2 separate regions of the Mus musculus genome follow, and region 1 is linked to region 2. Evidence: chromatin contacts called from public HiChIP or PLAC-seq data. All regions are on one chromosome and are shown on one strand. Each heading gives the region's core, a stretch centred on a gene start, on an enhancer-like site or on the middle of the called end of the contact. The rest is flanking DNA. Distances are from core to core; before and after follow the strand shown. Region 1 holds the start of Lhx6 (LIM homeobox protein 6). Region 2 holds the start of Dab2ip (disabled 2 interacting protein).

Region 1 (7,295 bases), core at 2,682-5,181, 480 kb before region 2:
CTTTGGACTTCAGACCTGATAGAGTTCAATGTCTCTTAATCTAGTCTTAATTTTTCTGAGGATTTAGTCAGAATTCAGGTGAGGAGCTGCATACAGATGAAAGTTTCTGTTAAGAGTTCCAGAACTCAGTCTAGATTTCAATAAACAAGGGCACTGTGCCAGCTCTGTGGAGTTGCCAGGAGGGTTGAGAGGGTGGTGCATATGGAGCAGAACTCAGTCACGTAAGTGGTGGACACTGACATAGTCACTGTCACTACTCTGGGAGCACGGACTTGCCACTGCTATGTCCCACTCCTCCTCATAGCAGTGGCACCACCTGTTTGCTCAGCCCCAAGACCTTTGCCATCATTTCTCTACCTGGACGAATGTCTTCTGTCCCCAGACTATGTAAATCTCATCTGACATTTCATTTCACGTGGTCTTCCCTTACCTAAGAAGTTTTGAAGTAGCAACAAGAGCTTTGTCTTTTTTTGTCATGTACTATGTACATACTAGCCTCTGGCCTCTCCGGGCCACTTAGAGGAGAGGAGGGAAAAGAAGAGAAGGGGAGAGGGGAGGAGAGCCCAGGGGAGAGGGAGAACCAGACAGTATTGTTGCTATTCCATATTTGCCCATGAGCCAGAAGGCAGATGCAGGCTTTTGGCAAACTATGGAATGTGTGTGTGTGTGTGCGTGTGTGTGTGTGTGTGTGTGTGCATGTGTGTGTGTGTGTGCGTGTGTGTGTGTGTGTGTGTGTGTGTGTGTGTATGTTGTGTGTGTGTTGTGTGTGTGTGTGTGTGTTATGTGTGTGTGTGCACATGCTTACCATGAGTGGTCACGGTCATGGGTATAGCCCAGAAATCAAGGTCATAAGCTCCAGTATATGAATCCAGTTTTAGTTCTCGGTTCAGGCCATTATTAGTCATGGGGCACTATGACGGATATGATTTCTTTAAACATCAGGTTAAAATAGGTAGCATGGGTACCAATAGGGTATGCTGCCTCACAGAGAAAACTGAGATCACGACTCTAATATGCTTAGCATTCTAATGCCAGGCTGGGATTAAAGCACCCAAGAATAGAAGTGTGTATGTGTACATTTGTGTGCATGTACACACCTCACCTGCTCTCCACCGTGGATCTGCTCTCTTTAGTATAAAAGACTGGTTCAGAACCTGTGTGCCCAAGAGCAATAAAGGACTGCAATGCAAGGGCTGATGCCATTAGCTGGGGTTGTGTCTGCCTGAAGAGCAGATATATATCTCTAAGGAGTGGGAGGTGGGTTTTCAGTATTGCAGTCGTGTATAGACATTGTCCATGTGTGCTTCTGGCCATGCCTAATTGTGCAGACAGAGACTGACACCTGGGAACGATGTTCTTTGCAAAGGTGTGTGTTGCTTCCCCTTGAGCCTGGCGCCTGGCTCATCACCTATAAGAATGCAGTGCATAGTAAGAGATGCCTCATAACAGAGGTTATACAGGGTTTGGAGCTCCATAGGAACTTGGCCTCTCCTGAGTACGGCTGTGTGTACAAGTGTAAGCGTGATTTGAGGGGGTGCTGTTTACATCTGTAAATGAGGGCAGTTAGGGAGGGGTGGTCTGTGTGGTGGGTGGGTAGCTCTATGCAGGACTAGGTCTAAGTCTGAGTGTGCACAGTGTTTTAGAAGAAGACACACATTTACACACTTCTCTGGCATAGTTGGTGTTTGAGGAAGAAGGCTGAGGCTATAAATGTCAGTGTTTGTCAGTGTCAGACCTTTGAGTTTGAGAGTTCTCTGTTTGGGGCTTGTGCCTGCTATCTAAATGTCTGGGTCTTTGCCTTTCCCTAACTCTCATCATCCTTAGAGTCCTATAGTACGTAGAAAGTATGATTAGGTAAATCTTGAAGTGGAAGTGGATGTCCCAAGTAATTCATTCCAAAAGAACCAAGGGACCTACCCTCCCACTCTCACTAGCACAGGCTCCCCTGCCCCCAGCCCTGTTCAGCCTTTAGAAGCTGGTGCAAGCTCCGGTTGTCATGAAGCAGGGATATTTTTGCAGGAGTTTGAGGGGTGTGTCGAAGTCTAGGACCTGAAGGATTGGTGTGAGCAGGTGACCATTTGCGACACAAATATACCAGGCTCAGCACTACATCAACAGAACGTGGCTTCATGTGGAATCCAGCCTTGTAGATGGGCTGACCACGGATTCCTCTCGCACCTATTAACGTTGTGTGAGGGCGGCAGTGGGTGCCCTTGAGGGAGGGGCGGCAGAAGGAGCTGTGAGGATATGTGCCCCGCCAGTGTCTTTGTATGTTAGCATGTTCCAAGAGTCTCCCTGTAGCGCCTAGTTTCAGTGTGTCTCTCTGTGTGTGTATGTCTCTGAGTCTCTGCCTCCTTTGGAGTGTCTCGCTCTTCTTAGCGGGGAGGGGATTGGTCACGCATGACTCATCTTGAACGGAGCGGGGCTCCAGCGGCAGGGCGGTCGTCGCCGCAGCTGGAAGGGGAGGAGGACAACGAGGAGGGAGAACAGGAGGAGGAAGAGGAGGAGGAGGAAGAGGAGGAGGAGGCGGCAGCCGCAGAAGCAGCTGCAGGGACCTCTCCAAGTTTGTCGGGACCTTCTTCAGAGGCAGTGGTGCTGGCAGCCAGGGAGGCCAGGACTGCGCTCAGGCCGGGGGCGGGGAGCTGGGGCTGGGCCCGGGGCGGCGGGGCCGGAGCCTCGGTTCTCCAGCTCTCCCAGCAGCCTCTGCCCCCAGGACGCCCGAGGCCCCACTCTGCGCCTCTCTTCGCACTGCGCGCCCACCGAGCCCTCCCGCTCCCGGGCCCATGTACTGGAAGCATGAGAGCGCCGCCCCGGCGCTGCCCGAGGGCTGCCGGTTGCCGGCGGAGGGCGGCCCCACCACCGACCAGGTGAGCAAGCAGGCGAGTGGGTGAGCGTCGGGGATCCTGGGGCCAGCGGGAGCCGGGATTCAACCGGGCCGGGTCGGGTGGCGGGCGGCAGCAGGAAGGAGGGGTGCTGAGTGAGCCCGGGAGAGTGTGTCTGCAAGTGTGTGAGCGTGCGAGCGGGCAGGCGGGGGTGGGGGGTCGCGGAAAGCGGGAACACATTATGCAAATGTTGGAGGAATTTCTCAAAAAGCGATTTAGCAAAGACATAGGCGAATCAAGAGGAGGCGAGGCCAGTATTGTCCGTCTGAATAGACGCTGATAGCGCCGATGCGCCAGAGGTTGTGCCGGCGCAACGCTGAGGATCTCGATGAGGGGCCGGTCCCGGGAGCTCCAAGAGTCTGGAGGGTTCTCTTTCCTCCTCCAAGAGGCCTCTCTTTTCTCTTTTTGGCCTCATTTCACTCGCCGATCTCGCCCTCTTTGGCTTGGGGCTTCCCTTGAACTGGCCCTCCAAAGGCGTTTGAATCGGTGTCAATATCCCCGCTTCAATTTCCCGGCGCGCGTCGAGCGGGCGGATGCTCCTAGCGCTCTGGGTTTTATTTTCTCAACCACCACCACCACTACCACCACCACCACCCCCATCTCCTTTTTATTTTCTTTCTTTCTCTCTTTTCTCCTTTTTGCATTTTGTACCGAGAGTAGGAGAAGGGAGGGGGCGGAGGGAGAAAAAAATTCGATTTTTAATTACTACCATTAAAAAATCAAATTTGCAATTCTTTGGGCGGCCTGATGGATCTCACTGATTGACAGTTGGAATTGACACTCTGGCTACCTCTTATCTTGGGCATTCACGACAATTTCTAATTGCAGGTAGTTTGTGTGTGTGCGCGTGTTTTTTTTCCCCCTCAGAGGCTTGGATTGCAAAGGAACTAAGCGATTACTTCAAGAGCCACGGGTTAAGTGCAGGGAGAGGGGGAGAGAGAGGGAAAAAAACCCAATCCAAATTCAAATTGCTTCATTAGAGAGACACCGCTTTTGTGGGGAAGGGCTTTAAATGCCCACTACAAAGTTAGGACTCATTGTTCAGCGCCGGTTTATATAACAGGCGAGGGGAGGCGCTGGGCTCTGACAGCTCCGAGCCAGTTCAGCAGCCGCCGTCGCCTGCATTCCCTCCCCCTCCCCCAGGTGATGGCCCAGCCAGGGTCCGGCTGCAAAGCGACCACCCGCTGTCTCGAAGGGACCGCTCCGCCTGCCATGGTGAGTCCTTTCGGTCCTGCTTTCGGCCCCGAGTCCCCCCAACAGCACAGGCCAGGGCTTCTGGCTCAGCCTTCCGGCTACCAACCTCTACCCCTGCGCTGGAAAACTGCCGATAGGAGCCGCCTCTCGTTGAGCCTTGGTTTTTCTGGCCTGGAATGTGAGCTTTGGCTGCTTCCTGCACCCAGGATGCGCTGTGTTAAAAGTTGGGGGCCGTCCCTTCTTCTCCAATAGGTCCTTTCATTCTTGTACTCCAGCCTAGGGCGCGACATCCCTGGCACATTTCGGTGTCAGTCGGTGCGCGAGGAAACCAGATTCAACTCTGAGTACTCGGCTAAGCGCTTCGCTGTTCCTCTCTCCCATTTCAGGCTCAGTCAGACGCAGAGGCCTTGGCAGGCGCTCTGGACAAGGACGAAGGTAGAGCCTCCCCATGTACGCCCAGCACACCGTCTGTCTGCTCGCCGCCCTCTGCTGCCTCTTCCGTGCCGTCTGCCGGCAAGAATATCTGCTCCAGTTGCGGTCTGGAGATCCTGGACCGGTATCTGCTCAAGGTGAGTCAGGGTAGGTGTGCCTGCTTGCCCACGGGTGTGGTTTGCAGCCCCAAGAGCTGTAGGGAAGCAATGACCTTGCCAGGTCCATTTTCCTCGGCCTCCCAATCCAACCGCTAACCGATCGCGCAGCTTTGGGCAAGTGTTCCCAAACAGGAGGTCTCCTTTTGCCCCGGTTCCAACAAGAGAATGCAAGGCTGTATCTCAATTTCCTTGAGCCTCTCTGTATTATAGAAGAAAAGTAGGGAAGCCATACGCCCCTTCTGAGCTTCAGTGTCTCTCTGTCTCTGCAAATGAGGCTGGGGAGGCTGGGGGCGGGCGTGAAAGAGGCCCGCGCCAAGCCGACCCCCACCTCTGCCCCCTCCCCAGGTCAACAACCTCATCTGGCACGTGCGGTGCCTCGAGTGCTCCGTGTGTCGCACATCGCTGAGGCAGCAGAATAGCTGCTACATCAAGAACAAGGAGATCTACTGCAAGATGGACTACTTCAGGTAGGCAGCGGCCATCCCGCCAGCAAGCGCTGGAGCATGAACGCCTTGCACACGCGTGCCTAGGCCACTTGTGTGGCCTGTGCTCTCCAATTCCTGAGCCCTGCTGTTCAGAGTGCACAACGCGGCTCAGCGCACTGGCCCGGCCCTCCTACTCAGCACGTCTTACACAGAAGGGAGCGCCAGTCTCAGCCTGAGTTCTGGCGGGGGATCTGCCTCGGGTTCCTCCGATCTGACAGGCGCTGGCCACGGGTCTGGTTCCATCTCTGGTCTTTTCTGGCCCCGAGCACCAGTGTGTTCTGTTGAGCTCTGATGTCCGAGGCTCTGGCCCGGATCATTCGGATCCCGGTAACCATCCCGTTCCATCTCTAGTAAGCTCAGCTCTGGTTCCAACTTGAGCTCCAGTTGTGCCGTACGTAGCCTGTCCTGGGAGGGATCCTGAACTAGGCTCGGGACTCTCCTTCTAGCTTCGCTCTGCTTTCAATTTTGGGCTCAGATCTGCTCCAGCCCCAAGTGCCAACGCCACATCTGACTCCAGCCCTAGCTCAGATCCTAGTGCTTAGTCCTAAGCACCAACATCGATCAATGCCTTCGCCTCGACTCTTGCGGTGGTCGCTGTTTAAATCTGGAGTCACGCCTTGACCCCAGGCTCCCGTTCCTTCCACTGCTGGGACACCGTTTCTGCCCAGGCTTCAGCTCTGCCTAGGTCTAGGTTCTAACTTTGGGCCTCCAGGACTGGCTCTCGGAGAGTCGTGTTGCATTTCACTCACTGGGCTGTATATACTCTGCGCCGCGGTGCATAAATTGTAAATCCTGTTCACCGTAGCTCACAAGCTATCTTCCCTGGTTTCATGGTTCTGCCTGTCCCTAGCCGCTCAATATCTTGCAGGAGCCTAGCTTCTAGCCACGCAGCAGACGCCTGCTGACCCGGTCATGGGGTCTAGGTCAAGGCAGTGCCTAGGGGCCTCTGTGAATGATCTGCCAGACCTAGGCAGGAAGCCGAGAGTCTGCAGGAGAATGGTGTAGAATTGGTTCTTCAGAGAAAGAAGCAATGCCTTCTTCTAAATGCTTTCTCCGGAAGTGGAGAAAGTTACCCTGTGGTATACATTTCTACACACACACACACACACACACACACACACACACACACACACACACACACACTTCTTGGAGAGAAGTTGTGACTCAGTCTTCCGGAGAAGACCTCAGCCCCAGAAAACTTTTGAGTCAGGGAATGTGTGTGTGGTGATCCTCACTCATGCTCTTTGAAGCTCCAGGGCCCTAGAAAGAACTCTGTGAACCTAGGAAGAAGTGAGTTAGAACCTAGGAAACCAGGAGAAGCATGGTTAGGAGGCAAGCTCTTCATGTCATGGGGATAGGGTACTCTGCCTGCCGATCCTAGGACTCTGTGATCAAAGAGCATGTGTGTCTATATGGTTTGGAATCTGCAGTGGCAAGGATGTGTTACGGAGCAGGAACAAGGCACATGGACAGTGGCTATGTTCTTTTATAGAAAAAAAAAAAAAACCATGTCTTTCTATTTCTGTTGTGAGTGTTGAGAGTATAGGTCTTACATGTGAATGCTGAAAGTGTGTGTGTGTGTGTGTGTGTGTGTGTGTGTGTGTGTGTGTGTGTGGTTTGCAAGTTGCTCGGAACAGGGAACACATACTTGGGCGGGCAAGTTGGGATAAAAAGATGCTAACGTCATTCTCCACCTCTGAGGTGGTGAAGGGTGTGGTGCGAAGATGTATCTTTTCGCTGACAACTGTTGTATATGTACACAGACAAACAGAGGTTATTGCTTGTGTGATGTGTAACCAGGAGTATGAAGTCTCCTCCTACTGTCTCCTCTGATGTTTCATTGGCTTCGTTTAGGCAGGAAATGGATATTACAGGCATTTTCTAGACACCTTCTACTCTAGGCCTAACTTCGATTAGAGATTGGGAGACACTGTTGAGGGGGATCCTTTTGGATGTGGCAGCTGTCAAGGACCTCAAGATAGTGTCCTTCCTCCAAAGGATAAAGCTAGGCAGATTCGTCCCTTGGCTTTTCTAATGACAAAAGCCCAGGCAGCCTTATCCTGTGTCCAAATTCCTTTCCATTTATCTCCAGGATGGTTGAGACTCCTTGAATGATATATGCTTTATGAGACCTTGAAGGACTA
Region 2 (6,590 bases), core at 3,996-6,495:
AGGGTCCAGTTCTAAACTGCAGCTCTTATCAACATTTGCAGGTAACCTTGGTAAGTGGCCTTGGTGCCGGGAGGGAGCCTCAGTTTCCCTATTGGGGATATAGTTGAGAGTGAACTAAGTAAAGGGCTCCAGCCGCTCCTGCAGCCACTGAACAGCGCAGGCTCCTCCTGACTGTGTGCGCTGCGGGCCTCAGTGGGCACAGAAGTAACTAAAGATGTGACAAACTAGGTGCCCAGGACTCAAGCTCTACCCTGACCCACAGAGGTCAAGAGCACACTGGTCAGACCAGTGCTCAGTCGCACCAACCAAGGAGAGGCCGGGGCTTGCGGTGTGGTTCTAGGGGAGCTTTCCAGCTCTGTGCCCCCACCACCAGTTTCATATTTTACTTCACCAGAGTTCAGGCTCCCTGCCTGCAGATGGAAATAACAATGGCCTACTTTAATGAAGGGTTGAGGAGTTAGACATGGGACATAAGCAGGGGAGACCCTCAGCAGGGCACCCACATTCGGATGGTGAAAGAGGCTACCTAGTTAGTGAAGGTGATGAGGACAGGCAGGAGAGCAAAGGCCAGAAGGCTGACATTCCAGCAGATTAGCCGGGCCTCTGGCTTCCCCCAAGGACCTAAAGAGCTCTGCCTAAAGATGGAGTGGGGCGCAGCATACCCGCCTGCCTCTGAGGAACTCACCTCCCACTGTACACCGAGCCATCCCCACTGAAATACTTAGAGGACAAACTGGGCTGACGTCCTGAGACTTGAGACATGTGACCTGCCAGTCAGACAGGTAGGGGCAGCAATGGTGGGTACAATCTGTATAGGAAGAGAAGCCAACTGGAAGGAATGGTGGCTCCACACGAGTGCCAGCAGGGCTCTGGCTTGTAGGAGATGCCAAAAGGCCCTGGGGGCAATAGTCTGAACCTTCAAGCTGGACATGCCTGAGTCCAGCTGGGAGCCTGGGAGCTGGGTGGACCATGTGGCCCCCCAAGTACTAAGAAGTACCCCTGGGAACCAATGGTATGCTCCGGTCCTTATCTTGCGGGAGACCTCTGAAATCCAATTTGTTGTTTATCTTCTCTCCCTCCCTCTGTTCCTGCTGAGGTACACAGACCCTATGGTGGCCTTTGGCCCCAACTTCTCTATCTTGGGGTCTGGCAGGCTCACTCCCTTTTTGGGGTGCGGATGAAAAGTGTTCTGCGTGCTTTGCTTCAGTTTGCAGAGTGCCTGGTCTGTTCCAGCAGTGAACTCGGAGCTCACCTGAACACATCAGATCCACAGCAGTGCTAAGGTTGCATACCGGTATCATCTTCACTTTACACAGGAATAAACTATAGGCCAGAGATGGAGAGCCCTGCCCGAGGCCACACAGCTCGGATGGTGGAGCCCAGCTCTTCGAAACCCCACACTCTGGTCTCTGCCTTGCTATCCCACGGCCAGGCAGAGCTGGAGGTCAGGCTTTGGCTTTCTCCCATAGTGCCCCAGCCCCAGCCTTCCTAGTGGTGGAGGATGGGGTCCCTCTCTAACAGCTGCTCCCATGAGAAGTCAATGCGACAGGCCACACAGGCACAGCCATGCTGCCATCTGGAGTGCTGGTAAGCCTGAATCACACACCCAGCTCAGCAATGGTGTGCGGCACCCATCTGGACTCCAAGGGTAGATGACCCAGATGCTATGCTCTAGGCTTTAGTGTGAGAAGCCAACACTCCAGGGGTCAGCTCCAGACCTTCTCAATATACCTTCATTCTTCAGAGCATATTGAGGGGTTCCTGGGAGCCCACTCCTGACACCTCAAAGATGGACTCTAGGAGTCCTTGCAAGCAAAGAGGCCCAAGTAGGGCTGGGACACACAGCAGCATTCCAGGAAAGTGAAGATGAATGTAGACGCTGAGAAAAAACCTGGTCGCACCAGAAGGAAGTATTGGCCAAATATCTGGCACCTGGTAAGGCCTAGCATAGAACAGCTGTCAGGACTGGCATTCAGAAAGCCCCAGAGCTCCCTGGGCATTAGTGTGGGCACCCAGAGTGCCCAAGCTTATGGGGCAACAGTACAGGATCCCTTGACGGAAGGGAAGAGGTAATGAGCCTGGAATGGACCCAATGTTACCAACCAGTTCATACAAAGTAGACCGAGGACTAGCCTTCTCAAGCACTAACCACTGTACTGTCCGGAAAAAGAGCCCTGGGTTCCAGGGCCCTCGATGAGCAGGTCTCTCCAGCAAGCAGGACTCACTCCTGTTAAGTCTGGAACAAGCACCACTCAGCTCCATATGCCCTGTGACGAGGCTTGGATATTCTGAATGACAGGACAGGCTTACCTAGGTGAGAGGAGTGCTCTATTTCTCTAAGGAAGCTGCTCTTTCTCCTGATACCAGTAAATGGGGAAGTGAGGTACACTGACAAGTAGATAAGCCACCCAAATCCACAAGCCAGGCTCAGAACCACACAGCACAGTATGACTCTTAGATGTCTCCATCCCTCACTGCTTCCACACAACTGCAAGGCCCACCCCATCCAACCTTCAGATAAGGATACCAAAGCCAAGAAGAGAAGACCCTTCTCAGTGGCGCACAGTGCATAACCCTGGGATGCTGGAGACACTGTCTGTCCCTCACAGCCTTGCCAAGAACAACATGATGCTCTCGAGGGCAGTGAGCCCTCCCCCAGTAGGAGGCGGTAGCTTAGCTAACTAACACCTTTGCCTGGCCATCTGTGGGTCTCCACAACCAGCTACCAACTCCTCCGGGCACTCTCCTGTTTCTGAACTCAGAGCCTATGTTCCTTTCCCCTCCTTGCTGAGGACAAAAATGAGGTGGGGCACAGATGGAGCTGGGGGGCTGCCACCAGCCCTGTAGGTAAGGCTTCCATTAGGGGACCAACCCCTAGCCATGCCAAAACTAACACCAAGATCAGAAGGGAATGGTTCAATACTTCAGGGTGGCTTCCTAAAAGGAGGCACACCCTGATCCAACCTGCCCCTGGGTCAGTGGAAGAAGGACAAGGAGCCCCTGGCCCCCTGCACGCTGACCCGCAACTCTGCCCACACCCACAACTGGTCACGACTGAAGGCCCCTTCTCAGGTCCACACTGCTGTCTCTGTCCTCCATGCAGGATGAACTCGCTCTACAGGACTGCTGTCCTCTGCTCCCATACAGGATGAACTACACCAAGGGCTTTTTCCTTTTCCTTCTCTGGCATACGTACAGGCTGTCCCTTCCTGCCTGCCGGGTAAAGGACAACAGTTCACACCTAACTTGTCTGAGCTGCGGGCACAGGCTTCTAGCTTCCCAGGCAGGACCCTGTTGCCACTGCCACTATTTCTGAAGCTCAGAGAGACAGCTGGCAGAAAGACAGTTTTCTCGAAGTAGGACTTGGACCTAGGGCCGAGTAGGTCACTCCCAGCAAAGCAAATCCCAGCAGCTTAGCAGACACATTCTCAATCAACGTCAGCTCCTCTCTGAAACCTTCCTTAATTTCCCCAACTAGAATTCCCATCAGGGCTGGTCTAACCCCTGACTTTCAGCAAACCGTGAGTTCCTTCCAAGCTAGCACAGAGCTGGACGCAGCTGGGAGCCAAGCTCAGACGAGTCTGATCCATTGAACATCGATCGCTGCTGGCCTCATTCATTAGCTGACAAGGAGGCAGAGCTCTGCTCCTCTGGAGCCTCTACAGTGGGCACAGAAGAGGGCACCATCATGCCAGGCACCAGAGCACAGGAAGGGCAGGAAAGGCCCTGGGGGGCCAAACCCCTGAACCTTCATCCCAAACCCATCCTCACACCAAGAATCTGTCACAATGGCAGATTCTTACAGCTGAGAAAAACAAAGGCTCAGGAAATGAGGCGATTCATGCTTGAACCTGGGTCTCTGGTTGCCTAGACTAGGCACAGGAACTAGCCAGAGGCCACTTCAGCAAAGGCCGGGATATCACATGCTTTGGGGAATCCTCAAACTAAGTTTACAAACCTGTGGGCAGAGTCAGACAGCTTAAACTTGAACTCTGTGCACAGGGAACTCAGTACTTCCTAAATAAACCCTGTACATTGTTACTTGGCTCTACCGCTGGGGCCGGAACGTCTTCTCCATTCTGGGGGGAAGTAAACTAAAGCCTGCCTGCTTCACTGACCCAAACCTAAAAAATAAACAAGGGGCCACTCTCACACCTCTCCAGGCAGGCTTGGCACATTCTGCCTGTGGTGAGGCTGGGCCGGGGCCAGGCTTCCCATGCCCCAGATAACCTTAGGATGTAAACTAAGGCAGCTTCTGCATCACAGACACCTTCAGTGGGCCTAAGCCACCGAAGCATTATGGCCTTACACAACCCAGGCCTGGCAGAGTCTCTGTGTGGAGCCCCTGACCCTACTTACTTACCAGCCCAGCACAAGTCAGCATGAAACGTTAGGGCCTCTCTAGCTGAAGATCTTATTACTGGCTCGAAGAAAGGCTTGCATTTCTCCCTCCCCATTTTGAAAGAAGTACCCTTCCAAGGACCACTCAGAGTGGCTCCAGGCCCCTACAAACCTGGCTCTCCCCACAGGAAGCCCACTCAGCTCTCCATCCAAAAGATGAGGAAGCAAGACAGGACTGGAAGCACGCTAAGCTTGAGTAGCAGACAGTGGAGGCAAGTCAGGATCCACTTCGACTACTTTACTACGGCCTGCGCGCTGAGTAAACTGATGCACAGTGGAATGGGATTCGGAACTCAGAAGTACGGAGGAACTGCATATCAGACCGACCCCTTTCTCTTTGGTCCTGATATAATGGGAAACATTAGGGACCCCGCTTTCCCCCAAGAGGAAGGACCCTACAGAAGCTGGGGCAATGGGGATGGGACAGTCACGGTAGCTCCAGATAAGGAGCCATCACCCATTGACACAGGAGCCTCAAAAGCATCCGTTGGTGGTGCGGGGTTGCGAGGGACTAAGGGTCTGGGGTCAGGGTGGCGCCTACCCCTGGCTGGCCGGGTCCGGCTGCGGGAGCGGCTCCTCTGTCGCTGCAGCCGGGGCCGCCGCAGCAGCCGGTAGTAGTAGGATGGCCTCCCGGTGCTCTTCCTGGCGTTGCCGCCGGCGGACATGCTGCCGCCCGCCGGGCACCGGGCCAGGCCTGGGCGCTCACACGGGCCCCATCGGCCGCTCCGGACCGCCCGGCGGGCGCCCCGCACTCTCTCCCGCGCTCTGGTGCAGCAGCAGGCAAGACCAAGGCTGCCCTACAAAGTAGCTCCAACTCCTCCTCCTCCGCCGCCTCCCCCGCCCCGCCCTGAGCAGCCGGCCCCTCGGCGGGGGCCCGGGACCGGGAGGCTGGGCTGGCACCCGCCCGGAAAGTCAGTGCGGGCAAAATCCTGGCCTGGAGTCGTCCGGGCGACGCGGCCCGAGAGTGCCCCTGTCCCGTCCGAAGAACCCCAATAACAGCATATACCCAACAGCCATGTCTAAACTCCATATCCAACTTGGGGTGCCTGGAGCACCCTATCCCGCCACAGGTGCAGTGGTGCATGTATATATGCATACACACCAAGGCTAGGCACCTGAAATTAGAGTCTGAGGAAGGGGGTGACTGGACTGAAACATGGCCAGACCAGAGCGCCCCACAAAGCTTTGCACCTACCCCTCAGTCAGGTCGGAGTTCTGCCTGTCTCTGTTGCCTAAGATACTTAGCTACTCTTTACAGAAGGCAGTCTCCATCTGATAAAAATATGACTTTCATACCATTAAAATTATTGTGTGCATTTCAAGCGCACATAGAATACAAGGCACACCTGTGCAACCAGAGGGCTTTGCTAAGCCACTTTGCCCCATCCCCCACATAAACCACCAGAGGTGCCTGAATTTTCCCTCCCCTCTGACATTTTTAGTAGCATTAGTGAGTTTCTGAAGGTAGTAAGATCTCTACCCTACAGTGGGAGTAGAAACTGAGGCTTGGGAAAGGAATGACCACCTGCCTCTACTACCACAAGCTGAAAGACTTTCTCCAAGTCATTCTGCAGTTCCAGAAACTTCCATGGCTCCCCCGATCATAATAGCTACAAACCCAACCATCTCTCTTTGGTATTTGAAGCAACAGAAATCTTGCAAAAATCAAATCACTGGCAGCCTCACGCCAACCACCCATCCCCCCCTCAACCCTACTTGCTGCTGGCTCTCATCTCTGTCCTTCTCTTAAAATGGCCAGCAATCTGCCTGCCTCCTTTTCCCCTCCTCTTAGGTCTACCCTCCTGGTCCTAGGTAACCTCCATTTCTCTCCCCTCTCCCCAAAGCAACATTCAGACCACACCACCTACCAGTTCAAGTCAGATGGGGAAACTGAGGCCCTAAAAGATGTGTGCTCAAGTGTGTGTGTGTGTGTGTGTGTGAGAGAGAGAGAGAGAGAGAGAGAGAGAGAGAGAGAGAGAGACTTGCCTCGATCACACAAAAAGTACAAGGGCATATGGTCTTGGCCAACGGTTGTTGCATGAACTCTTATGGGAAATGGGACAGGCTAGACACTGGAGGAACTTACGGCAATCTCGAGTGGGGTAGGGTAGCCTAGGTAACAATCCAGGCCAGGTTTTTCTCCTCACAGGGGAAGCCCCCTTCCTGGCTCCTCAGTCTAGGAGGGAGGG

Evidence for each region. HiChIP or PLAC-seq counts read pairs in DNA pulled down with a chosen protein or histone mark.
Region 1: an H3K27ac HiChIP or PLAC-seq map of embryonic stem cells shows a contact between it and region 2, with 3 times the contacts expected there. The contact joins the promoter of Lhx6 here to the promoter of Dab2ip in region 2. A contact is called at or near these places in 1 of 39 promoter capture datasets (embryonic stem cells), 1 of 115 datasets of contacts at active chromatin or transcription factors (embryonic stem cells) and 2 of 9 other capture datasets (adipose tissue and macrophages).

The regions. Positions count from the first base shown.
Region 1 is chr2:36,100,696-36,107,990 of GRCm38.p6, reverse strand. It overlaps Lhx6 (LIM homeobox protein 6), which reads left to right and starts at 3,931. Exons shown (of 9, transcript NM_001083126.1): 1 at 3,931-4,097; 2 at 4,463-4,645; 3 at 5,012-5,133. The coding sequence starts at 4,029.
Region 2 is chr2:35,620,636-35,627,225 of GRCm38.p6, reverse strand. It overlaps Dab2ip (disabled 2 interacting protein), which reads right to left and starts at 5,245. Exons shown (of 16, transcript NM_001114124.2): 1 at 4,943-5,245. The coding sequence starts at 5,066.